Regions from separate parts of the Mus musculus genome. Here region 2 is linked to region 1. A link is a contact called in public promoter capture Hi-C data. All regions are on one chromosome and are shown on one strand. The core of a region is the stretch at or near the end of the contact, and the rest is flanking DNA. Distances in the headings are between cores, read along the strand shown.

Region 1 (4,902 bases), core at 892-3,391:
GAAATATGGGAAATTTATGTTTTATAGAAATGTGAAAACAAAGGGAATATCTTAAATGAATGTGACTGACATACCTTTCTGTGTGCAATGAATGGATTCTATATATGATTTGCTATTCAAGTAGTAAGACGAACACAAACAAGCTACAGATTACTTTGGGGTGGGGATGGACATAATCCTTCCTTTTTAGCTTTACATATTTAGCTTTTCCCCCCATTGCTTCAGTGTCACAGAGCCCTTTGGCTCTGTCTGGTGTATTAGCTCCTTTCTCGCCTCTAACAGTAAACAGGTGGGTGCAGCTGGAAATTGGTTTCTTTAAGGACTCTGTTCACAGCCACAACCATATGAAATTCAGTCTCTTCTCGAGATGCCTTGTAGAGCTTTGTGTCTGAATAAAGATGATCAACACGCTGTGAAATTTAATACTGCATTTTTATCCACTTAAGCCCATTTCATCTTAGGACAAAAGCTTGCCTTTTTTCTTTTCTTTTCTTTTTTTTTTTTTTTTTTTTTTCTCTTAAGGGCCCATAACACAATGAAAAAATGCTGGGCAGCCTTGGGCAGGGACTGAGAAACCAACCTTGATTTCTGCTCCCCCACACCTCATGAATTTTAGAAATGTGAATATCGGCAGGAAGTCAAACACTTCTTGAGGAAAGGTGGAGCTGACCTCTACTCAGCTGATAAAGGCCTTCCCTCTCCTCTCATTTTCCCTTCTGCGATGGAGATTGGAGGATTACTTCTTAAGAGACAGGGACTGAAATCTATGAACAAGGTAGCCTTTGCTCCTTGCATTCAGCTAACTCTAGGACTTCTCATCAACTCAGAAGGGCCATATTGGTGTGAAGGCTGCTCACCCTGATCACAGAGCTTCTAGAATGTTCTGCATAGATAATAAGTCTTTCTGTAGCCGGGCAGTGGTGACGCTTTAATCCCAGCACTTGGGAGACAGAGGCAGGCTGATTTCTGAGTTTGAGGCCAGCTTGGTCTACAGAGAGAGTTCCAGGACAGCCAGGGCTACACAGAGAAACCCTGTCTCCAGAAAAAAAAAACAAAAAAACAAAAAAAAACAAAAACAAAAACAAAACAAAACAAAAAAAACAAAAAACAAAACAAAACAAAAAACAAAAGGAAAAAAAAGTGTTTCTCTTTGGTCTTTGGACTTTGGCAATAGCTCGTATGCTCAGATACAGTTTGAAAGCCCTTACTTCTTATGTGTTTTACAATAAAGAAGAAAATATTTTTTCTTAGATTGTGGGATATTTAGAATTAGACAAATGAATATGCTGTGCTCAGATGTATGGTCCTACCCTTTGTTGTGTTTATTGGAAGGTAGGGGTCCCATGTAGACTATCAGACACAGGACTTAAACTCTTAAAATCTCTGCATTCACTAGGGTAATTATAATCCACACACCACCTGATCGAGATTCTTCTTCTTCTTCTTCTTCTTCTTCTTCTTCTTCTTCTTCTTCTTCTTCTTCTTCTTCTTCTTCTTCTTCTTCTTCTTCTTCTTCTTCTTCTTCTCCTCTTCTTCTTCCTCTTCTCCTCCTTCTTCTTCTTCTTCTTCTTCTTCTTCTTCCTTCTTCTTCTTCTTCTTCTTCTTCTTCTTCTTCTTCTTCTTCTTCTTCTCCTCCTCCTCCTCCTCCTCCTCCTCCTCCTCCTCCTCCTCCTCCTCTTCCTCCTCCTCCTCCTCCCCTCCTCCTCCTCTTCCTCCTCCTCCTCCTTCTCAGTTGGTAAAAGGAGAAAAAGGATCCTTGGATGTCTAGACAAGTTGCAACGAGTAATGCCTGTGAATGCTTTCCATATCCATACACCCAAGGTGGAATGGGCAGGAGCCTGGAACGAATGCAGGGTAGAAGTGCTAAACTGCAGTGTGCATCTTTTGAATTGCTAACCCCTAGTTCTGTGTGAGTGTCTCCCACCCACAGCAGTTCACCTTGAGCATCTAGCCACCGTCCTTCCCTCAAGTGGGCTTGGGGGTGTCTACTTTTGGCACAAGGGTTAACGGTGAAAGTCAGAGACCAGGTGGGGCGCCCACAAGCGTCCCAGACCTGGGTGGGCGTCGGAGGTGAGGGGGCGCTGTTCGGGCAGCAGTGAGCTGGTGGCGGGCGGGTGAGCTGCCAGGCTGACAGAAAGGCCGGCCAGAGTGGGGGCCGCTCCGCTGCCGCTGCCGTTGCCGCCGCCGCTGTGATGCGAAGCCAGAGCTGCGCCCAGCGGTGGAATCAGAGCTGGGGCGCGGGAGCACGAGCTGCAACATCAGCACCAGCGGCGGCGGCGGCGGCGGCGGTACCTGCAGTAGCTCCCGGGCCCCGCGCTTTGCTCTACGCCCCGCGGCTCCGGGAGCCGCCGCCCCGCGTTCTCTATGGATGTCAAGGCGGCCCCCAACGGGGTGGCCACCATCGAGGACCGGATCCTGCGGATTACTGGCTACTATGGCTATTACCCGGGTTACTCCAGCCAGAAAAGTAAGACGCCGCGAGGCGGTCCTGAGCGAACTGCGGGTGGGAGATGGGAGCTCAGGAGCACAGGGGCACAGGGAGACAGGGGGCAGGGGTGCGGTGCCAGAAGGCGCGCGGTGGGACACCTGCAGCATTGTCTGCTCCCTCACAAACACTGCCCTGGCCTCCAGGACCTCAGGGAGTAAAGTATGTCCGATGTCCGCTGTCCTCGGTGCTGAACCTCGAGGCAGCCATTGGGGCTGGGCGCTTGAACCCAGGAGTTTGGGGACAGTCTCAGTCTTGGAGGTAGAGGCGTGTAGAGGACAGGGCAAGCGCTCCTGATTGTCGTCGGTCAGCCTACCGGAGGCTGATTTATGCCTGGAGGATGCTAACATGGCTGTTCCACTAGCTGACCATCAGCCCTTGGGATACCCACTCAGAAAGCTTGACTCTGTGTCAGGGTGCTTACCCCACGCTGGGGATGAAGACTGTGGGGGACATTAGTTGGTTGAGGTTAGACTGGCTGGGTGGGTCAGCTTGTTCACCAGGGGTTGTTGAAATGTTGCCAGCACGATAATTGTTCATGATAAAACATCCTTAGAAGGTTCTCTACCCCCTGAGCAGTGAAAAGAACCTGCTTAAGTGGCTGAATTGCGGAGCTACCTACACCCTCCACACAACGCGGCCACCTCTGAGCTGCTGGATTTCAGCTTTATTCTGGCTAGATTACGCCAGTCTGCATAGTTGCTCTCAGGTTTTGGAAGCAGTTTCATCCACTACCGCTTCCTACACACACACACACACACACACACACACACACACACACACACACACACACACACACACACACACCGTGTTGCTGGGGATGCAGTGAGGGTCTCTATGTTTCTAGTCTCCACATTCTGTTTCCCTGACACACAAACCCCCCACTGTATCTGCTAGGATTAGTTCTGCTAAGCACCAAAGTGAAGCCTGTTTGGTTTGGTTTTTTTATTATTTTTTTTATTTTTTTGGTTTGTTGTTGTTTGTTCGTTTGTTTGATTCCTTAATCTGAACTAGGAGAGTAGCTATGCTTTAATTTCCATGCAGGTGGAATTTCAGTTTTCTTTATCACAGCATTTCTGTTGCAAAAGAAGGCTCTTAACTGGTGTTATTTTTAACCAGACGCTCCTTAGATGCATCCTGATTGGTATTTATCCTTGACAGTTTGGGATGCCATCAATATCACAGGCTCTGTGTGAAGCAGAAGACCCACACAAATCTTGACACATAGATGAGAAAGCACTTCATTTCCAATGTAACTTCATCCAGGGCTGTGCTGTCTCTCCATTGAATAATAAACCAAGAGCACTGTCCTGTGGGCCATTCTACAGATATTTTCCAGCTTAATATTTCATCTGCTCTCAAGAAAGGCCTATCTACTTCAGATGTTTCTGCCTAGTTGTTTCTAGCAGTAGACGCTTACATTATTCATTTTCCTTACAAAAGTAATTATATAGTGTTAGAGTTTCTGGAAGGAAAATCACATGCTGTGGAACATTCTTTGAAATCTTTTTACTACACGCTCAGTTTTTGTAGTTGTTTTTCTTTTTCTTTTTTTTTTTCTTTCTTTCTTTATCCTATTGGCACTAGGTGACTTCTTTAACCCTAGATATGTGAACTGTAATCTTCACTAGATCTTGTAGAAATTACTTGAATGTCACCTCTGAATATTTTAACTAGAAACCAGGCATTTGGGTGGTCAAGAGAATGTAGAACTTCTTTCTAAAATTGCAGGGTATTATAATTTTCGTGACAATGGTACTTCGGTTAATGAAGAGCAACCCAGAAAGAATACTGGGAAAGTGGCATTTTAGATAAGAACATGTTCATATTTTATTTTTGTACTTGCACAAAGAGCTGCACATGTTCCATTTGCAAGACAATAACAGGGCAAAAACGGGCTGTAACTGGAAGCAGAAAAGGGATAAAAATGCTTTGGGCATGTTATTAGTGGTGGGCATTTGCCTAAATTCAGGACACATGGTTCAAACTATAAAGACAGCAAGTCTCAGAACAGAGAGCTCAGGGTAGTCAAATTAATTCTCAGAATGTATGTACACTATTTCAGACCAAGAGAGCCATTGTCATTTTACATACAGAGAGGGGGTGGGGAGAGAGAGAGAGAGAGAGAGAGAGAGAGAGAGAGAGAGAGAGAGAGAGAGAGAGAGAGAGCTGGAAGAGGGCCAGGAAACCAAACACCATGAAATAATCCTGCCCTTGATGCAGGCTTTAACTAGTAAACAAACACATTGAAGCAAACCAGTACAATATGGTCAATTGATTTAGCTGCTACCAGGACTGAGCAACAGCTTGTGGCAAGTCTGGAGGAATCTATTTAGGAAAAGGCTACAGCAAGGATAGCAGATATGAGAAGACGAGGTTACTTCCCCCCTTCCTGACTCATCCCATGTGAGATCTGC
Region 2 (4,902 bases), core at 1,231-3,730, 1.7 Mb before region 1:
CTATGGAATCTTCTGCTCCTGATATTCTCTCTTCCATTTCTTCTATCCTGTTGCTGATGCTCGAATCTATGGTTCCAGATTTCTTTCCTAGGGTTTCTATCTCCAGTGTTGCCTCACTTTGAGTTTTCTTTATTGTGTCTACTTCCTTTTTTAGGTCTAGTATGGTTTTGTTCATTTCCATCACCTGTTTGGATATGTTTTCCTCTTTTTCTGTAAGGACTTCTACATTTCCATCACCTGTTTGATTGTGTTTTCCTGTTTTTCTTTAAGGACTTGTAACTCTTTAGCAGTGTTCTCCTGTATTTCTTTAAGTGAGTTATTAAAATCCTTCTTGATGTCCTCTACCATCATCATGAGATATGGGTCTAGGTTTTCGGGTGTGTTGGGGTGCCCTGGACTAGGCGAAGTGGGAGTGCTGGGTTCTGATGATGGTGAGGGTTCTTGGTTCCTGTTAGTAAGATTCCTACGTTTACCTTTCGCCATCTGGTAATCTCTGGAGTTAGTTGTTATAGTACTCTGTTTAGAGATTGTTCTTCTGGTGATTCTGTTACAGTCTATCAGCAGACCTGGGAGACAGACTCTCTCCTCTGAGTTTCAGTGCTCAGAGCACTCTCTGCTGGCAAGCTCTCCTCTTACAGGGAAGGTGCGCAGATATCTTGTGTTTGGACCTCCTCCTGGTCGAAGAAGAAGGCCCAAAACAGAACCTTTCCCAGAAGCTATGTTGCTTTGGCAGGTCCCAGAAGCTGTCAGCTTCTGTGGTGCACCCTCTCACCTGTTCAGACTAATTTCCTAAGTTCGGCGGAGTCCCAGAACCAAGATCACCTCAGATCCTTATGGAGTCATTAAGGTTAATAGGGAGGACATTACTTGAAGGAACATGAATATGTACATAATTATACAAACAAGCCTTAACAAAAATGCCATGGCAGTCCACATCTGCTGGTCATGTCCCAGAGGCAGGAACCCTGTCATTCTGTCTCCACCAAGGCCATGCCAGACTCAGCAAGATTCCACACCAACCCAGAATGGAAGATTACACAAGAAATCCATTTGCTGTTTCCAGTGGAGTGGCTTCCCTGCAGGCCTGACTGTGATCCACTGAGAGCAGGAAGTACCACCACTGCCCATCGGAAAGGAGAGGCCAAGTGTTGCATCTGGGAGCACAGAAAGGAAGAGAAAAATGGAAGCTGGAGATCCAGACTGAAAATCAGAGGTGTGGACCTGAGGATGTCACCCCTCTGTTCCATTCTGCATCTGACACTGCAGGAAGGCTCACGGCCACATCTGGTAATGCCCAGCTCACCCATGTCCTTAAAGGGGTGGCACCACCCTGTCTGAAACTGATTCCTGACTACAGGTCTGTCCTCAGGAGTCAGGACAGGACCTCTCATTATTTATCTCTTTTCTGTATGAAATCCAGTTCCCCTATCATAGAACCTGTCCTTGATGGTTTGTGTTGAATGATCTCACAATTGATGTCTAAGGACAGCTCTTCAGGGAGAGGGCAAGGGATAGCCTCACTGAGAGATCCCAATTCCTGGGTTTCCTCTGCCAGCCACTTCATTCCCACAGAGAAACTTCAGGAAAGATGTTCTGGAAAGATGTCCTTCTCTTCTCTGATTCATTAGCTTCTGGGAACTGGGAAAATGCCTCATTTGGTAAGAGGCCATGTCTTTCTCTCTGTGTCTTTCTCTCTGTGTCTCTCTGTCTCTGTCTCTCTCTCTCTGTCTCTACACACACATACACACACAGAGAGAGAGAGACAAAAACACTGTGTATATGTGTCTTTCCCTTCCACTCTCCCCACCCCTATCAGACACAGAGATACCAAAAATCTAGATTTGTATGCAAAGGTATTTGTTGACTAGAAAAGATCTGTTCAGCTCAATTAAAGGGAGTCAGTGACAGGTTTCATGAGGACAGGTGCTGATATGCAGCACAGACAGAGGAATTGGTTCTTCACTACTATTATCTTGGCAGTAGCAGATGAGCGAAGGTGCAAAGTGCTGGCACTGGAACTAAAATGTCCCATCCAAGTGAACTGGAACCACTGGATAGATGGGAGTGTCTTGTGGAGTTCTGTTCTCACAGGCTACTCTGTAGTACTTCACTGAACCTGTCGTTTGGTATCTGCATTGTGTGCATATTCTTGTCGGCGTAGTGAGGTTACAAAAAGTTATAAATACCTGAAATGAACTAGCATGACAATTTTTTCTTGTCAAGTTGTTGCAGGTGATATTTGGATGGCCACACACAGCAACAACATCAGCAAAACTTGTGTGAAGAAAAGTATTTATGTCCTTACATCTTGGTCTATACCTGTTAACAACCCTCATTACAGCATCACATCGGGGGTAGGTGCTATTATAGATATACTCGGTGTAAAACTTCTGGGAAAGGATTTGTGCCTGGCATGAGGCAAGCATTAGGACAAGTCCCAACAGCAGCAGGAGACAAAGACTGGACTCAGGCAGCTTCATACCCACAATTTCTGTGAAAACAGAAGATAAGTGACTACTCCCACCCTATCTCAGTTTTCCATCTTTCTTCCTGAAGGCCCTCTGCTGTCCCTGTGGGTCCATGGTCTGGCTTCTCTTGGACACTGCTCCATCACTGCCCCTCTTGTCCCAGGCTTAGACAGTCAGTGTCTTACCCAGCCTGAGTTATAGATCCTGTGGAACTGAGTGCTGGTTGTCCTGGAAATCAGGGATAATGGGTGAGCTCCACTTGGGCCCATAGATATAGAGCAGGCTCTGTTGGTGGAACTGGTGGCTCAGAGTCTTCAACATGCAGAACCCACAGATTGGTACATTGCCTACTCATACAACCAGCCTTCTGTTTCTTCTTACTGAACAGTTGGGATTTGCTATGTCTGAGACAGCACATCAAACCATGCCAGCGCAATGATGGAGCATCTTTGTTTCAAATGAAGGGTCTATAGAAACCTTGTCCTTATATTGGGACATCTCCAGTGGGCCAGTCCTTCTGTCTGTGATAGCAGTAATCTTAAAGCCAGCCCATACATGCTGTCGTTTGAAACCTCAGTTAGCATACAAGTCTGAACAGCCTCTGGCCAACTCCAAAAAGCTGCCTCGGCTATTCAAAGAGCGAGCATCACCCAGCTCTGAGACAGTTAGTGTTGCTAGTTGCTGCCGTTTCAATTCAGGAAGCAATATGATGATAAAAGGGAGAGGTCAGATGTTTTGGAGATTTATGGAAATAATCAGTGTTAAGCAATTTTTCAATATTGCTTTAAACATGAGTTTTGATTTTTCTAGAAATCATTCCAAAGGGACATAAAGGTTATGTCGTGCATTGGAAAGCTTCCATTCACATGAACACCAAATGCTCCTTGGTCAGTTAATGTCCCTTTCTTTGTTCTTCAGTTCTCTCTTCCTTAAAGTGAAGGTTGAGAGATCGTCTCATTTTGATCTCATGGGACGGTGGAACCTTAGTCACATGAGTCATAGAATGTGGAGTTGAAGCTTAGTTTACAGGGGTGATTAGAAAAAGTGAACTAGCTACAATCTGAGATCAGGCCTGGGGGAGTCATCAGTTGTTACATCCGCTCCAGTAGTGACTCAAGTGACAGGCCTAGCAACCTGGAAGCAGTCCCGAGGCAAAGAGTTTCACAGAAACTTAGCCTCCTGGAACCTTGGCATTCCCATAGCTAGAATGCCCCAGATTTGTCCCTGCAATAGTTGGGAGGGTCTTGCATGCTTTCTTACAGTATTTTACTGGATAAGAGTTAGAAATCTCAGGGTAAGCTTAGTAAAGTATACTTAGAATCTTCATTACAGTCAGGTATGGCAGACTACATTGCACATTAGAAGAAAGTTGGTGAGTTCTTCTGACAAATGGAGATTCTCTGCAGATACTTAGAAGAGCAGCCTTGTTACTCCCATATGTAAGAATTTACCATGGCCTAGGAAAAAGGAGGGTTGTGGTCTAAAGAAGAACTACAGTGTTACATTATCCTCTCCCGGCCCCTGTCCTTAGCTGACTCTAGGCAAGGCTGCTTCTATTCTTAACTGTAAACATTGCCTGGTTCCTGACAGTCCTTTGAAGGCATTCCTCTGTTTTATCTCATAACTTCAATGTATCTTGCCTGCTATGGTGCCGTATTTCTTTGTCTTCTGTATTATACATATCTGATGCTAACTTTGACAAGATTACATTCAGATACACACTCTTTCTGTGTCCATGTTTGTCTGTCACCCTTCTCGCTGACTCCCTGCCTACTTGTAACCGAACCCTGATTTCTCCCATGGATTGAGGGGGGCCAACTGAGGCCGGTCCACAGCAATCAGTTCCACAATGGCTTAGCTGGTCAGAGTGTGTGAGTTACCCTCTCACCCTTGTTCTTTCTGCACCCCACAAAACGCCATAGAACTGCCCACTGGAGGCATTCTTAGTGTGACTACAAGCATGGATTAAAAAGTGTAACCATGCAGGCTGGTAAAACATGTCTTGAGATCTTCCATTGATTGCACATTTGAGTATAGAGCACTCTCTGTAAGCAGCTTTTTTCAGAGTGGCTGCGAGCAGAGCCCAGTATGTTGAGAAGTAAATGTTTAATTTCTATCTTGTTTGGAAATGTAAAGATGTCATCAGGTCTTTGTTCCTATTCTCCCTGACCCAAAGAAGCCCCCACTCCTCAGGGGATCCCCTGTGAGCTTTCCTTTTCTAGTTGTTACTTCTGTTACTGGTTGAGTAGTATGTTAGCACTGTAAAGGAATCTCACAGTGTCCCCATGCCTTCCACTCTATAATGAGTCCTAAGGACAGAATCAAACATACACACTCTGTATAAAGGGGGAATGTGCCAACACTAGAAATATTAGAAGAAGAATTTCATACCTCATGTGTCATGGATATTACTGGCTTGGAGAAGAGACAGACA

Evidence for each region. Promoter capture Hi-C pulls out the DNA fragments that hold promoters and counts their contacts.
Region 2: a contact with region 1 is called in a promoter capture Hi-C map of hippocampal neurons, with 3 times the contacts expected there. The contact joins the promoter of Ear14 here to the promoter of Slc35f4 in region 1. A contact is called at or near these places in 4 of 39 promoter capture datasets (frontonasal cranial neural crest, hippocampal neurons, liver and 1 more).

What each region holds. Positions count from the first base shown.
Region 1 is chr14:49,523,076-49,527,977 of GRCm38.p6, reverse strand. Slc35f4 (solute carrier family 35, member F4) reads left to right here and starts at 2,141. Exons shown (of 8, transcript NM_029238.2): 1 at 2,141-2,467. The coding sequence starts at 2,365.
Region 2 is chr14:51,201,273-51,206,174 of GRCm38.p6, reverse strand. Ear14 (eosinophil-associated, ribonuclease A family, member 14) reads right to left here and starts at 2,480. Exons shown (of 1, transcript NM_017389.2): 1 at 2,019-2,480. The coding sequence starts at 2,480. The coding sequence ends at 2,019.